2 separate regions of the Gossypium hirsutum genome follow, and region 1 is linked to region 2. A link is a contact called in public Hi-C data. All regions are on one chromosome and are shown on one strand. Each heading gives the region's core, a stretch centred on a gene start, on an enhancer-like site or on the middle of the called end of the contact. The rest is flanking DNA. Distances are from core to core; before and after follow the strand shown. Region 1 has its middle 16 kb from the start of LOC107923437. Region 2 holds the start of LOC107923959 (protein PAT1 homolog 1).

Region 1 (3,965 bases), core at 240-2,739, 35 kb after region 2:
GAAGCTGCCCAAATTTGTCTATCGGAAACGAACAGGAAGTGCTTTATTTTTCAAGAAACTAGAGTCTTAAATCTGGACGGTTTGATTGCTTAATATACGCTCCAAAGGTGTCATTCATTGACTACGCTAAAATCAAAAGATTTCCCAAAGCTACTCTACTCAGGAGCCAATGTTAATGTGAGTTTGCATATTATCTACCTACTGTCTGAATCTACCTACTGTCTGATAAAGTACAAACATAAAGAAGCAGCATAAGAACAAGAAGAACATAGATGAAACAGAGTAACTATATTATTGGTTTCCTTAAAATGATAATTGATGGAAATGTATGCGCACCTCATTAAGTTGTAAAATTCATACAGAGACTGGAAGACATACTGATCTATAAACAATGAAGTTCAAATCATGGTTATAAATATAAGTGTACCTGAAAAAATTAGCACTACCTTAGCTGCATATGCAAATACATCTTTAGACGGTTTTCATTAGCAGCAGCTAGTTAGAATTATTTAGATAGGCAAAAACTAAAGAGGCACCTCCAACAACTAATCATAGAGATTGACTAGGTCTGTAACTTAAATAGATCATCATTAATGAACAACAAAATCACAGTAATCCCTTTCTCCTCGTTGTGCCCTCAAAATCGGTTTACTGAAAGCATTCGACTCCTTAAGATGGGAGTTTATTCTTGAAGTTCTTGTTGCATTGGAGATGCCTAAACAAACTTTAAATTGGATTAGAACCTGTATCACTATACCTAGGTTCTCCATTTCTTGAAATGGGGGACTAGTGGGGTACTTTAAAGGTGCTAGAGGGTTAAGGCAATGGGATCCACTATCCCCTTATTTTTTTGTGCTATCCATGAACATTCGTTCTAAGCTTCTTGATGCTGCAGCTACTCATGGACTTTTTCAATAACATCCAGTGTCATAGGATAAAATTAGCTCATCTGTGCTTAGCAGATGATTTGTTAATCTTTTCCAAGGTAGATTTTGATTCTTTTTTGGGGATTTGGAGTGTATTTACAGGTTCTATGAATTCTCTGGTTTGCAGCTTAATCCAACAAAAAGTGAATTTTTTTCCTCGGGGATCTCAAAAGATGAGTTGGATGGAATTCAAGCAGTTACAAGTATAAAAATAGGCAAACTGCGTGTTAGATACCTTGGAGTTCCACTTGTCATAGAAGGCTTACTGTGAGAGATTGCACCCTGTTAATTGATAGGATTGCTGCAAGATTACATAGTTGGGAAGCTAAGCATTTATCTTATGCAGGGAAAGCACAAGTCATCCAATATGTGATCTTTAGTTTACAGAATTTGTGGTGTAGACAGCTTATCTTGCTTAATGCTGTTATTCAAAGGATTAATCAATTATGTTCACGATTTTTCTCGAAAGGGAAGGATGAACCTGTGGAGGTTGGTAGAGTTAGTTGGGACTCTATTTGCTTCCAAAAATCAGAGGGGGGTTTAAGCCTGAAGGATTTAATGTCATGGAATCCAGGATATTAAAGCCATTTTAACAAAGCAAGGGTTTTTATGGATTGCGTGGCTTTATGCTTATGTTATAAAGGATTGTTTCTTTCGGCAGTTGCAAGGAACAAAGGGAGGAAGCTGGACATGGAGGAAAATATTGAAGATGAGAAGCGTTGCTATAACAGCATTAAAGTTACCAATTGATGCTGGGATTACTGTTTCTAGTTATTGGAAAGAAATTAGAAAGGAGAAGGTGCTATGGGATAGATTGGGTTCGTGGATGGTCATATTGGATAGGCTGCTGACAAAGGAGAAATTGATTTCATATGGAATGAATATTGATGGAAACTGTATTCTGTGGTAGGGAGAAAGAAAGCAGAGATCACCTTTTCTTTGATTGTGATTTTTCAAAGGTGGTCTGGAAGGAGATTCTGAGGTTATGTTATGGGGTGGCTCTAAGAGCTTCATTGGGCACTTGAAAGATTGAAAAGGAAAGTCTCTTAATACTCTCATTTTGAAATTTGCTTGGGATTTGGAAAGAAAGAATCAAAAGATTATTTCAAGGGTTGCAAAAAATAGAGGATATTGTAAAGAGTAAAAAACAAAATAGTGAAAATAAGATTACTAGGGAAAACAATAGGTAGGATTGGAGGAGCTAACAATAGGCTTTCTATAGATTGGGATATTAAAAGAAAGGTAAATTACACCCATGATCATTTTTGTTTACCTCATATTACATTTTATTCATTTATGTTTGAAATGTTACGTTTTAGTCATTTGTGTTATCGTGTTGTAACATTTTAATCACTGAACTGTTAATTGCCATCAATGGTGTAACGGTAAGCTGATATGGCACGTTAAATCATCATTTCAAACAAAAATTTTAGGTTAAATTATATAGTTGATCCCTATATTTTTTCTATTTTGTGCAATTTAATTTTTTTTTCCTTTTATGTTAATTTAACCCTTTTTTTTCCATTCTCTTTCATCCACTAACACCTTCACCATTACCATGACCTCCTTTCGAAAACATCTCAAAAAATCCACAACTTTTGGACTACCCAAGATTGAATCTCCAACATCTGTCATGAGATCGGCTTGATTTTCTGATATGTGCTGCTCCTCACCAATACCTTCTTCCTGATTGTTAGGATCGATAAGAAAGTTGTCGGAGTACCTCGAACCCCTTGACTTGAATCTAATCCCTCTCTTTTTCTCAATTTCTCTCTCTTTTTTACACTTTTTTTCTTTGTTGTAAGTCTAATCTTTCGCTCTTTGTGATTTTATAGGGCTTATTAATTGTTTTTTACTTGGATTCTTGATTGATTTGAACATGGGTTTATTTGGTGAATGGATGATATTGTTGGGTTAGTCGTGAATGAGGTCATCGTAGTGGTAAAGGTGTTAGTGGATGACATGAAGATGATAGGTGGTTGTGGAGGGTTTTGATAGTTAGCAGATGATATGAGTTTATGAGTTTTGGTTATAAGCAATGGTAAGAAAACAAAGGGAGAATAGAAGAAAATGGAAAAAAAAAAGGAGAGTTAAAAAATCATGAAAGAAAAAAATTAAATTGCTCAAAATGAAAAAACATGATGACCAATTGTATAATTTAACCTAAAATTTTTATTTGAAATGAAGATTTAACGTGCCATGTCAACTTACCGTTACACCGTTAACGAAAATTAACATCTAAGTGACTAAAATATTACAACACGATAATGTAAAAGACTAAAACGTAACATTTCAAATATAAATGACTAAAATATAACTTGAGGTAAACAAAAGTGACTATGAGTGTATTTACCCTTAAAAGAATGATTTAGATGATATAGAATTCCTTTGTAACTATACGTGGACTTATAACTTTGGTAGCAGACCACTGCTTTCTTTGAGTAATTAATTTTTACGATTAAGTATATAATCTTTTTTTTTTTAAAAAAAACTCTCACTGGCATATTTAAATTACACTTGGACGAGAAATTATTTTATGGACCATTCTCATTATATTATTTATGGTTCTTTTTTTAATTATATAATAATATTTTAGTAAATTCTTTTGTCATTGATATATAACTTTTGTAATATTTTTATCCCGAACCATAAATCTCAAATCTCAAACTAGAACGTTAAATCTCACATCTTAAACCTCAAACCCCAAATTTAAACAATGAACCATGAATCTTGAACCTTGAACTCGAATCGTAAACCTTAAACTCAAAACCCCAAAATCAAATTCAAATCTCAAACCTAGAATCTTGAATCCCAAACCTTAAACACCAAATCTCAAACCTTGAACTCCAAATCAAAACCCTAAACCTTAAAGCTTGATTCGAGTTTGGGGTTCAATATTTAGAATTCAAAGTTTGAGGTTCAAGATTTAAAGTTCAAGGTTCAAGATTGTGGGTTCATGGTAAAAAAATTACCGAAATTATTTATCAATGACATGAAAAAAATAGTAAAAAAGACTATGAATGATATGGTGAGAAGGGT
Region 2 (4,138 bases), core at 861-3,360:
AATAAAGATAACCAGAAATTCAAGAAACAAGTATACCAAATCTTATAAACAAGAGTTAGCTAGAACATCAACTACAGAAATCATCCCACCACAAACATTTATAAATACATAAATAACCAACCTTTGCAAAAGTAGTAGCTAGATCATCCACATCAGATAAAGAGCCTAAACCTACAACCTGCAAATGAATAACACAGAAATCAGAACAGAAATAGTCATGTTTCAAAATCCAAAGTAGAGAAAGTTGAAACCAAGATTTTGAGTTCAGCCTAGTTATCGTTTACTGAATATATACTGAATATAGCTGAAGGGATGAACGGCAATACCAACAACTAAAAATTAGAAATAAGGCAAAAATAAGATCAATGTACAAGAGTGTGGATAACAATGACATAAAATCCTTGCAAGATGAAAGAAATGCAACCAAAAACTAATATAGTAGCTGTTGCACTTGATGCATGACAATACAAATATAGGAATCACATGTTCTGTTAAAGCTTTTTTTTCTGAGTACATCTTTTTACTTTCACATATCCATTGTCAACAATTAAGCAACTATTTTTTTATCCAATTCATTATTTAAAAATTCAAGAAAACCATAGTGTGTTTACAAGCATATATTTGTAGTAATATGTTCCATGCATGTTAACGCCATTAAATGATCACATATCAGGAAGAGAGAGTTCAATTAGATAGATAAAGTAACTAGTTTACAAATGCAAAACTCATTTCACCTGGGCAACAAAATTTAAAATACATGCCAATGAGAAAACCTTGAAACGCAATTATTGTCTGACTACCTTAAATAAGTAGCAATTTCAAATTTTGAACTTGACAGATATAATCTGCTTAATAAAAATCTAATTTCCAAAATGAACACAGAATAGAACTTTTTATTGCTAACTGGTGGAGTGTGTAAAACTGAGATTAAAAGGTACAGAGCAAAATGTAAGTTCAAAACATATTAAGTTATGAAACAACTTTGGCTCAAATAAAGAACTCTAATGCAAATTATTGTTTAGAGTCATAATTGATATCATGGGAATGAAAAAATAGCAGGAGCTGAAAAGCAATAGAAAAGAAACCAGAGTTGGCCGCTCAATGATAACCGAATGAACAAAATCTCACCTCTCCCTTATCAAACAAATGGTACTCATCATCTTCAGGGGAAGCAAACACAGGAGCATCCTGTTCATCGTCTTCTAGACCCCCCAACTCCACTTCTTCCATAGCATTTTGACCAAAAAATTCATACTGGGATGCATCAAAAAGCGCATTATCTGCAAAACCACTAACTAATTCAGCAATTAAACAGTAGCGTATACGCGATCAACCAGCATAATATAGCTTAATAACCATCAACTGCAAGAAACATAAAAAAAAACCTTTGTTTTGTTTAAGATAAACACGTAATCAAGCGAATACAATAAAGTTAGTGGGGGTTAACAGTAAAGACCCGTTTGGTACCCAAGAAGGAAAAAAATAAAGATCCGAACTTTCAAAGCAAAATTCATCATCTTTTCGCATCATAAAATCAAACTAATTAAGTAACGGGGGAAAATCGAAAAAGAAAAGAAGGAATTGAGGAAAGAAACCTGAGGAAGATAAGGAGGAGAAGTTGTTGTGAAGTTTGCCATCGGATCGATCCATATTTACAAAAACCGACGTAACAAAAAAAGAAAAAAGAAACCCTAGCTAGATATAGCAGATAAAACAGAACGATAAGATGAAGAAGAAATTAAAACCCTAGAGATACAGAAGGAAACGAAGAAAAATCTCTCTGAGAGAGAGAGGGGAGGGGGTGAGAGATTAGGGGGAGGGAGGAGAAAGGGGGGGTTTTGATTTCGGGTCTGGGGTTTCGATTTAAACCAAAAAGAGGAAGGAGAAAAAGAAAAATGGAGGATAGGATTGATTAAATTTGTGTGTATGTTTTTGAGTGCACGCCGAGATTGAAGAAAGACACATGTGCACGGTGAGAAAATGACGCTCATTCATCACAATTCACAAGCTTAGATCCATTTCCATTCACTAATATTTATTTATTAATATATTAAAACTAAAGCATATTTCATATGTAAAGATTCTTCCCCACCCATATATTCTCTAACCCTTCTTCACCATATTTTCAAAAATTATTACTTTTATAAAGTCGCACTAATTTATTTTTACAAAAAAATCTTACTAAAAAATAAAAAACTAAATTTAATTAAAAAATTTAATTAAAGCCCTCGTCAATAATTATTATCGACTATTTTAACCATTAAATTATGTTGGTGTGATTAACAGAACCTTTAAAAAGATAACACATGGCATCTGAACATAAATTATCACTCAAAAATTTCATCATTTTCATTGACTTTCTTAAACCTTGAAACCATCCAAATAACCCATTTCTTTTGCCAACCCATTACCGATGCCAGCCACAAAATGAGCAGTGCGTTAGTCTCTCGCCTCCAGCAATGTAGGTCGATTTGGATATGGGTTTGAAGTTTTCATCGGGATCCTCTTGCTTATCACCACCACAATTGATTCCATAATCTTTGTCGCCGTCAAGACTCGATGAGGAAACCATAAAAAGTTACCCAAAGTTGATGTACACACTCTCGAAGAAAGATCGTGTCGTGTGCTTAGCTAATTACAAAAGTAATGATAACCTTACACTTTTGCCTGATTACAACCATTTCTTCCATCTCAAATGTGTGAACCACTAGTTGCAATTGCACTCCACATGTCTTATTTATTTGACATCTCCAATCCCACTGTTGTTTTCACTGTCTACCTTATATTTGTAATTTTATATTTTATGACTTTATATATTTAATTTTTTTATAATTTAGTATCATTTTCCTAACTTTTTATTATATTTATAATTTTTTATATTTGCAAACATGTTGTCCTTATAGGGATTTGTTAACCATTTTATTCTAATCTAACTATCAAATTAGTTCATGTTGATTTCTCTTAACGGAAAACTTAATTGAAGGGTTTAATTGAATGCAAATTAAGTTGAAGAATTTAATTAATTTTTAAATTTTTCACTAAAAACTTTTTAGACCCATTAAATAAAAATACAAAATAATATTTTTGCTCTTAAACTCTAAAAAAATATTTTAGCCTTTTTTTTTATTTTTTTGTGCTTTATTTAACTCTTAAACTATTATTTATTGTTAAATTATTTAAAATTGGATGGAAAAATTAATAGTGTCAAAGGTAATATCACTTGATAGTCTATATATATATTATTTATTAATATGACATTATTTATTTTATATATCATATTAGCTGCTAAAAGATTTAACTATTAATATTGACCAAAAACACTATTGAAAAGGTGAATTATACCCACCTTTGGTAAAGACAATTTAATGAAGGTTAAAATATGTTGTTAATTCTTATACTTTGATAGAATTTGAATTTAATCCTTATACTTAAAAATTTAAATATTAAGTCTTTTTATCTTTTTATTTAAAAATTTAAGTTTAGTTACTAAAATTGTAAATATTTTTCTACCAAAATTTTATCAACTTGAAATTTTGATTAGGTTATCCTTATATAACATGGCATATGATTGACATAAAATAAACATATTAAATGACAAATTTTGATAGAAACTATCAACGAACCGGACGTAGACAAGGGGGCTCCCTAAAATAGAAAATTTTTCATTTAGGTCCCTTTAAAATTTATAAAATTTAAATAAGTAAAGGTAAAATTGCACTTTGGCCCCCTAAAAATGATAAAAGTTTGATTTAATCCTTTAAAAATTATAAATATATAGATATTAAAGTGGTGAAATTACATTTTTACTATCGTAACAATATACAATTTAATTCCGATCTTCCGTAAAAAAAATTCTAATTTCAACCTGTGAACGAAGATAAAAAACCAAATAAAGAGAAAAATATTAATACACATTGAAAAGAAAAAAATGAGTAAAACAACTGGAATAAGAATTTTGTGAAGGCTTTGTTCTCCAAATTATTTACGAAAAGATGAGGTCAAGTGCATGTCTTACAACAAAAAATAAAATCATTTTTAGACCACCCAAGCCATTTATCTTTCATAAATATGCTAGCTGTTAAAGCATTATTAATTAATATGTTAGCTGATTACTTCTTGCACCAACAATTAATAAGAA

The links. A called contact is a pair of places that touch in the nucleus more often than the background predicts.
Region 1: a contact with region 2 is called in a Hi-C map of callus, with 1.6 times the contacts expected there. The contact joins the enhancer-like site here to the promoter of LOC107923959 in region 2. A contact is called at or near these places in 5 of 34 Hi-C or Micro-C datasets (anther, callus, fibers and 2 more).

The regions. Positions count from the first base shown.
Region 1 is chrA11:20,654,217-20,658,181 of Gossypium_hirsutum_v2.1, forward strand. No RefSeq gene overlaps it. Among protein-coding and RNA genes, the nearest start is that of LOC107923437, 16 kb to the left of the region's middle. Within about 2 kb of position 1,490, at least 5 of the 9 cell types and tissues checked have an H3K27ac peak or open chromatin away from gene starts, as enhancers often do. A contact at or near this core is called in fibers, where this site is marked.
Region 2 is chrA11:20,618,208-20,622,345 of Gossypium_hirsutum_v2.1, forward strand. LOC107923959 (protein PAT1 homolog 1) reads right to left here and starts at 2,111. Exons shown (of 5, transcript XM_041081321.1): 1 at 1,596-2,111; 2 at 1,129-1,280; 3 at 122-178. The coding sequence starts at 1,650.